3 separate regions of the Mus musculus genome follow, and regions 1 and 2 are each linked to region 3. A link is a contact called in public HiChIP or PLAC-seq and promoter capture Hi-C data. All regions are on one chromosome and are shown on one strand. Each heading gives the region's core, a stretch centred on a gene start, on an enhancer-like site or on the middle of the called end of the contact. The rest is flanking DNA. Distances are from core to core; before and after follow the strand shown. Region 1 holds the start of Fam32a (family with sequence similarity 32, member A). Region 2 holds the start of Gdf15 (growth differentiation factor 15). Region 3 holds the start of Bst2 (bone marrow stromal cell antigen 2).

Region 1 (3,732 bases), core at 571-3,070, 680 kb after region 3:
AAGCTAGGGTGGTTCCCAAGCTATGGTCCAGCTAGAGTCCGACAATTCAATAATTGTTTACTCCACAATGCTAAATGTCTTGGCTGGTCTTCAGTATATGCTGGAATCCCAAAGAAGCAGGCTCTAATGTCAGTGAAAGTACAGAATGCACTATAAAAAGCTAGGGCAAACATGCATCAGCTGCCAGAAAAAAGTGTGTCCCAAATTAAAAGTGGATTTTTCCATCTCAAATGATCTGGATTAAAATTGGATCTTCCCATTTTAAATGATTTACTTAGAAAAAAATCAACACTTTTATTGAGTTTTATTTAATTCAAGATGTAGTCAAGCTGTAAACCAAGAATAGCCATCAGATATAGAATAATAAGTGAGCCTGGTGTAGTGGCTCAGGCTTAACATCCAGAACTAAGGGAGTCACAAGCTTCGGGGCTGTGTAAGGAGAGCCTCGCACACAGAGAGAGCCTCTCACAGAACAGCAGTAGGGGCCTGATTCCCTGGACACACAGTGGAAGGAGCAAAGCAGCTCCCACAGTTGTGCTCTGACCTCTACTTGCTCTACACAGCACACAAATAAATAAATGTAACCTCCCCACTCCCCAAAATTGCTATAGAAAAAAAAAAATCCCAGCACATCTGTGATCCCAGTAGTTGGGAAGTAAGGTTGCTGGGCATGGTGGCACGCACCTTTAAACTCAGCCCTTGGGAGGCAGAGGCAGGTGGATATCCCTGAATTCACAACAGCATAGCCTACATAAGGAGTACAAGGACAGCCAAGGCTACACAGTGAGACCCTGTCTCAAAACAAACAAACAACCAAAAAGACAGTTTAATCATCTGCTACATAGCAAGCCTGTCCTCTATAAAACATCAACAAGACAAGCTAGGGCAGTGGCACACACCTGCAGTTCCAGTTTTCTGCATGCTCAGTCAGAACTGCAGCAAGCTAGAGGTCAGAGCAGTCTACACAGCAAATTCCACGTTTATCAGACTCATTTAGTGTCATGACACTTCTGCCCTCAAACTCACAGAAAAATAATTGTGACCATTGAGATGACTCAGCAGACAAAGGATCTTCGTCTATAAATATGACCACATCAGTCTGATTCCCAGGAACCCACAGCATAAGGCCTGAGAGTACTGCAAAGTGTCCTCTGTACTCCACGTGTGCTCTGGCACGTGTGTACACACACTCACATACACGTATACAGGTAACTAACTTTTAATGTAATTTTAAAGATTTATTCTTTCTTTTTTTTTTTAAGATTTATTTATTATTATATGTAAGTACATTGTAGCTGTCTTCAGACACACCAGAAGAGGGAGTCAGATCTTGTTACGGATGGTTGTGAGCCACCATGTGGTTGCTGGGATTTGAACTCTGGACCTTCGGAAGAGCAGTCGGGTGCTCTTACCCACTGAGCCATCTCACCAGCCCCAGATTTATTCTTTCTTATTACTTATTTCGAGACACAGTCTTTAGTTCTGGCTGACCTGAAGTCACTACATAAAACACGCTGAATCCAGAGATCCAGAGATCCTCCTGTCTCTGTCTCTGGAGTTCTGGGTAATTGTAATTTTCTAAATTGGAAAAAAAGTAATTAAGTAAATAATGCCACAAAGCAAAAGTGGATGCCCATAAAGTCAGAAATGGACGCCCAAATACGAAGTGTGTCTTTAGGCGAGCTATGTTGTTGGACAGTTGCCAAGACTACCCGAGACCGGAAGTGTGCACTTACTCTGAACCCTGAGGACGCGTGCGTCCTAGCTGACCAATCAGAAGGAAGCGAGGAGGGTTTCGGCCGGAAGTACTGTATGCAAACAGGAAGTGTGGCGGAGTTCCCGGGGCACGGCTTGCGAGCGCTATGGAGGCCTACGAGCAAGTCCAGAAGGGCCCCCTGAAGCTGAAAGGCGTGGCAGAGCTCGGCGTGACAAAGCGGTGAGGCCCGGGAGCCCGCGGTCTGTCCCTGAGGGCCGACCCCCAGCTCCGGCCCCTCTTACCGTCCCCCTCTCTCTCAGGAAGAAGAAGAAGAAAGACAAAGACAAGGCCAAGATGCTGGAGGCCATGGGGACGAGCAAGAAGAGCGAGGAGGAGAAAAGGCGCTGCCTGGACAAGCGCACGCCGGCGCAGGCAGCCTTCGAAAAGATGCAGGAGAAGCGGGTGAGGCAGGGGCAGAACAGGCCGGCTCCAACTGCCCGTGTAGCCCAGGCCTTCTCCCAACTCCTGGTAGCCTGGTAGCCCTGCCTAAAGTGGTCTTCTTGTGAACTGGGAAGACAGATGTCATCAGCTCTTAATGCTAGCCAAGTTCATTGTTCTTAAGTTACCACAAAGTCTGTTTCCATGACAACTCGCTTTCCTAGCTTCAAATGTACTTTTGTTATTTGAAGGTTGTGTGTGTGTGTGGATGGAACCCAGGCTCTTCTGTAACTCTCTATGTAGGCTGCAGTTGGCCCTGAACTACTGCCTCAGCTTTTTAGTTCCTGGAGAGGCTAGCATGGCCCACAAGGCCATACTAGTTATTTTGGGTGTTTGTTTGTTTGTTTAGTTTGCTTTGAGACAGGTTTCTTTATGTAGCCTTGGTTGTCCTGGCACTATCTCTGTAGACTTGAACTTCTAGGATGCAGTGTTACAATGTGATATCCCTGTTGAGAAAACCCAGGAAGGCACCTTCTCCATCTAACAAAGGGCATCAATTATGTATTGGAACTCCCACAGAGTTTCTGGGATGTGTGGGTCACCTTGCTGTCTCCCAGCCAATTGTGTTCTCTGGTCTGGTATAGCCTGTACTTCAGTGGAGTGTTTTGTTTTGTTTTTTTGCCTCTGCAATTGAATAACGACATGGGCTGGCTGGCTACGGTCTTGTGGCCCTTCTGGGCACCCTAATTGGACAACTTGATACAAACTAGAGTCCCCTAGGGTCTGCCACCCCTTCCTGCTGTCGTTGGTAGCTCTGGTCCTGAGTGGAAGACTTTATTTATTATGTATGCAGTGTTCTGCCTGCATATATGCCTGCAAACCAGAAGAGGGCACCAGGCCTCATTATAGATGGTTGTGAGCCACCATGTGGGCTGGGACTTGAACTCAGGACCTCTAAGAGAGCAGTCAGTGCTCTTAACCTCTGAGCCATCTCTCCAGCCCTGGGTGGAAGACCGTTGGAAATTTTTATTTATGTGTATGAGTGTGTTGTCTTCTTGTGCTGTGCTGCCAGAGGGGGAGCCGAAGGCAATGCAGCTTGGACTGTTGGAGCACACGCTCAGGCATGGTGCCTCCTCAGGCTCCTTTGGGGTACTATGAGACCTGTAGTGGGGTATGTGAGATAGGCTGGGTAGAGATGGGGGTACTGCCAACCTGGTTCACTGGTATAGCCTGTCTTCTACAGGACTTCAACGGACACCTGTACACACTCACTGACCACTGTGACATTCCCATAGGGTGTAGTAGGTGTGGAAGGGTGTCATTACAGAAAATTGTGAGCCACCATTTAGTGCTGGCTCTGAGCTGAACTCAAGATCTTTAGCCCCCAGTGTTTGGGTTTTGAACCATGTAACAGCAAAGGAAAACTGAGTGTGAAGCATGCTCACTTCCATTTATCTCTGTTCTTGACTGAGTTGTGGCCCTTCAGTCTCTGCCTTCACTTTCCCTCTTTATGGACTGTAAGGTGAAATAGCCAGCCAGATAGGCGGGTATGTTGTCATAGCAACAGAAATGCGAGCTGGAGCACTGAGCATGCACTC
Region 2 (4,165 bases), core at 1,414-3,913, 910 kb before region 3:
AATACACAATCCATCCACCCAGCCCGACCCCAATAAATTAATAATATTAATAAATACAAATATAAATAGCATCCTTGAAGGGGAGTGTAGGTGAGGAGCAGGGCCCGGTGCTCAAGCGCAGTGGCAGCCCCGGGCCACCAGGTCATCATAAGTCTGCAGTGACACACCACTGTCTGTCCTGTGCATAAGAACCACCGGGGTGTAGCTGGAGGGGACACAGCACGGGGCAGGCACCTTGTCAGGCTGCAGGCCATGCAGGCGTGCTTTGATCTGCGCATGCGTGTTCGCGGAGCGATACAGGTGGGGACACTCGCCCACGCACATGCTCAGCTGCAGCTGGCGCGGGGACAGCACCCAGTCGCTCCAGCCCAAGTCTTCAAGAGTTGCCTGCACAGTCTCCAAGTGACAGCAGCGCCCCGGACCCAGTGGGCACGAGTCTCTTGGGTGCGCATGCGCGCTTCGGCGCCCCCTGCCGGCGGCTACCCGTAAGCGCAGTTCCAGCTGCGTGCCGCCAGAGGGCAGCATAGCCAGGTCCGGAGGCGGCGTCAGGCGCAGGCGTAATGCGGGAGCACGGGGTCCCCGGAGGCTGAGCGCACGCTTCAGGGGCCTAGTGATGTCCCAGGGGCGGGCCGTCGGCGTCAGCAGGAGCAGCGCTCGGTGCACGCGGTAGGCTTCGGGGAGACCCTGACTCAGCGACGCCCGGTTGACGCGGAGTAGCAGCTGGCCGTGGGACCCCAATCTCACTGCAGAAGAAACCAGAACACCGGTTACTCATGTCCTTAGGGTGTGCCAGGCACAGATGTGCCCCTGTGCAAATGTGCCACTCCCGCCGACCACAGGGTCTGCACAGATGTCAAACATAGGTCTCTCAGTATAGCCCTGGCTGTCCTGGTAACTCTCCATGTAGGCCAGGCTGGCCTTGAACTCACAGATATTTGCCTGTTCTGTGCCACCCCTCACCCCCACCCCAAACCCTCGTGCTGGGATTAAAGACGTACACCGCCACCTTCTGGCTTAAAGTTGATTTTGCTCTTAGCGACAGAGATCCCTAAGGTCTGCCCTGCGCAGGACAGCATGGATCTCTCCAACCTTTTCCCAAGCCTCTGAATAAAGTGTTTAACAAACAGAAGTTGGTTTTCTTTAAAGCAGGGTTTGGTTGCCTACACCTGTCTTCCCAGAACTTGGGAAATGGAGGCAGAAGGATTGCCCTGAGTTTGAAATCGACCTGGGCTACAAATAAAATTTGGGGAGGTTCTCACTCTGTAGTCCCAGCTGGCCTTGAACTCAAGGCAATTCTGCTTCAACCCCCGGAGTAGTTAGGATGGCAGACATGCGCCACCACATCCAAGTGTAGCTTTGCAGATCTTTAGGGAGAGCTACAGTTCGCTTGGATTCACACAACCCTAGCGGATTTGTAAGGGGGCGTGACCCAAATCAGCCTGGGCCCGCCCTCAGCCCTGCTGGGTCCCAGAGCTGAGTCCAGTCCCCTGGATCCTCCTCCCTCCCATCCAAGCGACTGTCACTTGTTACTGTAGCAGTCTCTTTACAAGCGATTGCGTCAGATTTCCGATCCAGTTCCCGCAGGTTCTTTCCGTTTGGCTCCCAACCTGGCTCCTGTCCCTCCCTCTTCCCTCCAGGACCCTCTAACCTTCCCCCATGTCCTCCCCAACTCGAGTGCTGTGCATCTCCAGGAGCGACCTTGACCTCTCTGGACATCATTTGTCCAGCTCCGGTCTAGGGACGGTCATCCGTCCTACTCTGGCTGAGCCCGCTGCTGGCAGCTCCAGAGGTCACAGCAGGGGAAACTGAGTCTCGGAAGCTGGGCTGGGCTCGTGGACTTGAGTGTGTTGGTTGGAGCTTGGAGAGGGTGTTCCTGAAGTGGGTCCCTGGTTGCTACTCACCCTCTGGACTGAGTATCCGGACAGCTGGGTCAGGACTTGGTTCTGAGTTCGAGTCCTCTCGGCTCTGGTTGGCATGCAGCCGGCTCAGCAGGTCCTGGAAGCGACCCCGTAGCTCGTCGGCGTTGAGTTGGGACTCAGGGCCGGAGGGTCGCTGTTCAGGCATTGCCAGGGCGTCCCCCTGCGATGGCCATGACAGCAGCAGCAGCAACAGCAGCAGGAACAGCAGGAACCTCAGTTGAGAGCCGCCTGGAGGCTGGGCCTGGAGCGCGGGCGGGGCCATGTCGCTTGTGTCCTGAGTGTGTCTTTGAGTTAAGCCCTCTGCAGCTGCCTTTATACCCACTGGACTCTGTCCGCTCCGCCCCCGTGTGCGATGCCAACTCGGGTGACCAGGCTAATTCGGGCGGGAATCCCAGGGCTCCGCAGGGGGAGGGGGTGGGAGGGAGGGAAACCGCCGGGCTGGGACCTGAGTGAGGGCTGATCGTCCCCACAGAACATGTGATGGAGTCCAGACTGAAGTTCAAGTGGCTTCTTCCTTCCTCTTGGGACCAGGACTCTCTCCCTCTCTCTTTCCTCCTCTCTCCCTCCCTCCTCCCTCCACCCCCATCAAAGGTGAAGCCAAGGAAAACCTAGAAAAGGCAAGTTCAGGCAAGTCACCCCTATGCCTCAGTGTCCCAGGAGTAGACATTACAGCCGTGCCCAAATGGGCTGGGACATAAGGACAAATCAGGGACTGCACCTCTTCGGTGTCCTCTGTGGGACTCCTACCAATCCTTCAAAACCCTGTACGAACAGTTGTCGCTTCAGGAACCAGATTTACCTTTCAGGATGACTGGATGCTCACACGTGCCCTGCCCTGTGCCTGCCTCAGTATCCCCAGACCAGGGGTTCCTCTTGGGAATGGAGGGAAGAGGAAATCTGCTGCGGGCCTCCTTCCAAACAGGAGGCGGCAGGTGGCTGGAGGGGGTGGGCAGTTCGTCTCAGGCTCAGATAGAAGATGGAGGAGGAGGATGAAGGTGCCAGGAGCCCCATCCACGGTCAGCCTGGGCCCTGAAAGGGTAGTGGCTGTAGTTAGGGCCTCTGGGGAAGACAGGAGTGAGCAAGGAGGGGCACCAGGTGTCATCAAGGGCTCCTGCTGGGGTCCCTCCCAGTATTTACATACTGCTGGGTGGCCTCTGACCTGTGGGGTCACTCCAGGTTAATGACTGACTAGGGTTACTCCATGTCCCCCTGTGAAGACAAGGTAGGTGCATGGTAAGTCTTCACCCGCCATCTCCTTTGTCCAAGACCAGGATGACCCCCAGAACCCTCCCCAAACTGATTCCAGACCACTCCTCCTCAGATCCAAGCCCCACCCCTGATGCACTGCCCAGAACTACCTGTTTGCTCCAGGACCCTTTGCCTACGGGGGTGACTCTTAAAGATCAATGTGGAGAGAGGTGGCACCGCCCTTGGGATCGCAGCTGTGGGCAGTTTTGAGGTATCTGCACTCTGTGAGGAGGCACAGCATGGTGGCCACCTGGCCGGTGAGAGTGGGGTTCTGGGATTATGTTCATCTCTGACCGTTTTCCCCCAAATTTAAGTCTCAGAGTTGGATTCTCTGCCCTGGGCGAGCTGCTGATCTCCGAATCATATCCCAGAGGATAATACTGCAGTCTTCTGGTCCCAGGCCAGCCATTGAGCCTCAGTTTCTCTTTCTGTGAAAGGCTGCTGTGGTCTACATCGTCAGGGTAGGGGTACAGCGGGGGCCGGGGGTGCACGCTACAAATTGAGGGACTATCCCGCGGTCCCATGTGACCTTGGACAAGTTTCTCAGCCTCTCTGCGCTGCAGAGCAAAGGCCAAGGATCAGGATACAGCTGTCTTGCTGCGTGAGATGAGAGGTTGAGACAGGACCATCATGGGTCACAGGTGGGGAAACTGAGGCTGGGGACGGCCCAAAGTCTCTTGGGATGCAGATGGCTTCGTAGATATGGAGCTCGGGAGTGGGCCGAGCAGCTGCCCACTCCCACACGGGGAGCCCTGTGCGGTCTGGATGCTGGGACAGGCCTCGATGTTCTCAGCACTTCTGTACCCCACCTAACCCCACAGGCCGCAGACAGATGCAACCTCAGCCAGCCCAGGTTGCCTCTCTGGCCCTCGGTGTCTTCCTGTGATGGGTCCCAACTTTCCTAACCCACACAGGCCCCTTCAAAAAAGTCACCAGGGCTTCCTGTTTAGGATCCCACTTCGCCAGGCATCTGTGCCCCCTCAACACACACCCACTGC
Region 3 (3,813 bases), core at 243-2,742:
GGGGTGGGGGTGGGGTAATAAGGAGAAAGGAATCAAAGGAAGGCCAGCCTAAGGCCTTCTGCAGGGCTGTAGAAGCACCAGTTTAGAGAACACTTGGGAAACCCAGCAGATCTGTGGCCTCCACCCTCCTGACAACGTTCTTCCTACCCACCCTCTGCTCTCTGCTGACATAAACCCCTACTTCCACTCCCCAAGCTTTATTCCTTCATCCCTGGCACTCTGTCTGTCTCTGGGAAGAAACCAAACTTCCAAGCAGTGGGCTCATGACCCTGCCACCCCTTCATGTGGGTCAGCACCTCTCCCCAAGTCCCAACCTGGAGGCCTAAGCTATTCCCTCCCAGCTCCACTGGACCTCCCCCTCCCCCTGCCCCCCTCTCACTCTCAAGCTCCTTGATGCGGGCCTGCTGCTCCAGGGCTTGAGACACCTTCTTCTCCAGGGACTCCTGAAGGGTCACCTGATCAGAAAAGCGGCACAAACATGGGTTGGCTGTTGTCCTGGCCCCTAGGAAACTTCCAGGCAAAGGCATCTGAGACCTTCTCAAGCAAAGCCCCTTTCAGGTTCCCCTCCAACACTCTCCGTATCCACCCAGTCCTACCAAGGTGTAATCTCCAAAACGGCAATTTTAAGTGCCCACATAGGAGTTTGAAAACTCTTCGTAGTTAACCCCTAGTAGAAAGTTCCAGATATTCTCCTACACAAACACACAGCAGAACCGGGCTTCCCAGACAAGGTCTCTCAGAGACATATTAAAAGTTTCAATAATTTGCTAGGTGTGGTGGCTCATGTTTTTAATACTAGCACTTGAAAGGCAGCATTTGAGGCCAGCCTGGTCTACAGAGTGACTTTTAGGACAGCCGGAGCAATTTAGGAGACCCTGTTTCAAAAAATTCAATCAGGGCTGAGTGATATCCCAGTGAAGCCAAATGCTGGTCCCTAAGTCAGGTTCGAGCTCTCCAACTCAAGCACTCTACACAAAGTTTGGAGAGTCACCAAAGGAAGGGAGGATACTGAGGCCCCTGATTGCAGAGCTGTAGGGAGTTCTAAGGTCTCCCAGGATTTCAGTCTTTAGTAGCTGGCCTTCGAGGTGGGGGTGGGGGACTTGCTTGGCTGTTTCAAAGCCACTGGAGGGGACGGATTCCAGGCTTACCACGGTCAGGTTGCAGGAGTTTGCCTGTGTCTCGGCCTGCAGCAGACTGTCCTGGGTGCGGGTGAGCTGGCGCTGCAACAGGTGCGTGGTGTTCCGGCACTCAGCCTGCGCTCGCAACCCGTCTCTACAGGCCACGCTGTTCGCTGTGACGGCGAAGTAGATTGTCAGGATGACTAAGGTAACCCCGAACAGGACCACCAAGATCGCGGCCCCCAGCCACTGCCGGTGGCTGCCCCATCCTTGCTTCCCCCCCATCTCATCCATGGGCACGGGCAGATAGTGATAGAAAGAGGGCGCCATGTGATCCGTCGATCCTAGAGGGCTCAGGAACCCTTTCCAGGCCACGCCCTTATTAGCATAACCCCGCCCCACCACTGCTTCTAGCAAATAGCAACTTCAGGAGTCCAACGCAATTCTAGAGCCGCCGGGTTGCAAACTGCTAGTGGAGAAACTGCAGCCTTTCAGTTTCATTTTCCTGGAATGCCCCTAGAAGCAAGAGAAACTTCTGGAATTCAACTCAAATTCTTGGCCTTCGCTGGCCAGTCACCTGGTGCCTGTGGGCTTGGGACTCGACTTAACAGTGGCTGTCCGCCGGGCGGTGGTGGCGCACGCCTTTAACCCCAGCACTTGGGAGGCAGAGACAGGCCGGTTGTCGGTTTGGTCTCCTAGAAGGGGAACTAAGACTTCAAGGTTCAGTTGTGGACTGAAGACCAAAGGCCAAGGTTTGAGGTCAGGGGTCTCCATTCACGAAAGGATCGTGGGAGCTATTGAGAATCTGTATATTGAGAATAGTGGCTACAGAGCAGCGGGCAGGAAACCAAGCCTGGCCAGGTAGCAAAGTGTGCCTCCCAGCTCTTGTCCTGGCATCAGGAGCAACCTGGCGGGGAAAACCTGCCTGCGGGAAAACCTCTGTGAACGGGGTAAAAAAGGAGTGTTTCAGTGAGCACCAGGCACTCAGAGAGGGCTTGGCCTGGCTTTGGGCAAAAGTGACATGAAGCATGACCTGGAGTTAGCATAGGGGTTGTCCTTGATTTCCTATCCTTCTGTCTCTGCCTCCCGAGTGCTGGGATGGCAGGTGTGCTCCACTACTCTGGAATCCTCCCTGGCTCCGCTGAATGTCCTGAATGGTACCCACCTCAAAACACTATGGAGTCTTTACTGAGGACACATAGGGCAGACCACATTCAGTCAAGGGGTTCTCTTCAGGACTGAAACTGTGTGGCCAAAGCACTAGTATATGGAGAGATTACGTTTTCTGTCCTTGTGAAGACCAGTTTGCATAGGAGGACTCGGTGTTGTGTTTTATAAAAAGAAAAAGAAGCCAGGGATATGTTTGATGGGGGTGTGGTATGGTGTGGGGGAAGAGGGTGCTTCTGCAGGCCCAGGCTGAGGCCCCCAGGGTACCAGTCACACAATGGGATGTAGAGTATAGAATAGAGTTTATTTAGGGCATGGGGAGGGGAGTTGAGGGCCTAGTAGAGACAGAGAAAGGCAGAGAGAGAGAGAGAGTAGAGGAGTAGAGGCTAGCCGGGAACAGGTAGAGAGAGAGGTGGGAGGGGAATGGGGAGAGAGGAGGAAGAGGGTAAAGGGAGCAAGATCTAGAAGAGGAGAAAAGAGAGGAAGAGGCAAGCAGCCCCTTTTATAGTGAGTCAGGCACACCTGGCTGTTGCCAGGTAACTGTGGGGCGGAGCCTAGATGAAATGCCAATGTTATGCCCAGTTCTCAGGAACCCCAGAACAACATCAGGAATTTCGAGTTTGATGCAAGAACAAAGAGAGTCTTTATTGTTATATGATTGCAAGCCTTCTCTACTCAAAGGTTAAGAATTAGATGCTCTCGTCCTGGGGCTTGGAATATATGTGTATGTATATGTATATGTATATGTATATGTATATGTATATGTATATGTATATGTATATGTATATGTATATGTATATGTATATGTATATGTATATGCACATGCATAAGTTGGGATCCTCAAACTTTGGGATTACCTGACTGGGGAGGTGATAAGGAAGTGCCATCCTTCAAACCTGATTACATCAGTGGGGTGGAACGGTGCAGCTGGAAAGGGACTTTCCTGAGCTGGGAAAAGTAAAAAGAAAAAAGGAAAAATACACTTTCAGAAGCTAGTGCATTTTACAAACTGGTCACAGCTGTCTGGGAACACTTAATTGCTTCTTTCCCAGAGTCCAAGAGTGGGCTTTTTATCACTTCAAGGATATTGGTCCCTGCTTCCTTCAAGGGCAGGAGCCATCTGCACCAGAGAAGCATTGGCTATTAATCAAAGGGAGGGTGAGTCTCGGTGACATGGAGGGTAGGGTATGCTGCTTTTTGTCTGTTCCCAAGGCTGGCATCTGCCCCTCCCCTGGGGAGGTTCTTCAGGGGAAAGGGAGATGTAGACATCCAGCAGCCATGGATGAACTGGGTTTACCTGAAAGCGGGGCTGGAAATTAAAAAGAGATGGGGTGGGGGGAGACAAATGAAGCCAAGCCAAGGTTCTGATCAAGGCTTCAAGTTTAATATTCAGCACTGCGCACGCCTTTAATCCCAGCACTTGGGAGGCAGAGGCAGGTGGATTTCTGAGTTCGAGGCCAACCTGGTCTACAAAGTGAGTTCCAGGACAGCCAGGGCTACACAGAGAAACCCTGTCTCAAAAAACCGA

Evidence for each region. Promoter capture Hi-C pulls out the DNA fragments that hold promoters and counts their contacts. HiChIP or PLAC-seq counts read pairs in DNA pulled down with a chosen protein or histone mark.
Region 1: a contact with region 3 is called in a promoter capture Hi-C map of the HPC-7 cell line. The contact joins the promoter of Fam32a here to the promoter of Bst2 in region 3. A contact is called at or near these places in 3 of 39 promoter capture datasets (the HPC-7 cell line, HPC-7-derived erythroid cells, cranial neural crest and 1 more) and 2 of 115 datasets of contacts at active chromatin or transcription factors (embryonic stem cells and large pre-B cells).
Region 2: a contact with region 3 is called in an H3K27ac HiChIP or PLAC-seq map of bone marrow-derived dendritic cells, with 5 times the contacts expected there. The contact joins the promoter of Gdf15 here to the promoter of Bst2 in region 3. A contact is called at or near these places in 2 of 39 promoter capture datasets (pre-B cells and second pharyngeal arch cranial neural crest) and 1 of 115 datasets of contacts at active chromatin or transcription factors (bone marrow-derived dendritic cells).

What each region holds. Positions count from the first base shown.
Region 1 is chr8:72,217,925-72,221,656 of GRCm38.p6, forward strand. Fam32a (family with sequence similarity 32, member A) reads left to right here and starts at 1,821. Exons shown (of 4, transcript NM_026455.5): 1 at 1,821-1,936; 2 at 2,017-2,158. The coding sequence starts at 1,863.
Region 2 is chr8:70,629,432-70,633,596 of GRCm38.p6, forward strand. It overlaps Gdf15 (growth differentiation factor 15), which reads right to left and starts at 2,664. Exons shown (of 2, transcript NM_011819.3): 1 at 1,902-2,664; 2 at 1-743. The coding sequence starts at 2,181. The coding sequence ends at 112. Gm34154 (a long non-coding RNA gene) reads left to right here and starts at 3,132. Exons shown (of 2, transcript XR_870495.2): 1 at 3,132-3,424.
Region 3 is chr8:71,535,980-71,539,792 of GRCm38.p6, forward strand. Bst2 (bone marrow stromal cell antigen 2) reads right to left here and starts at 1,493. Exons shown (of 5, transcript NM_198095.3): 1 at 1,149-1,493; 2 at 380-455. The coding sequence starts at 1,448.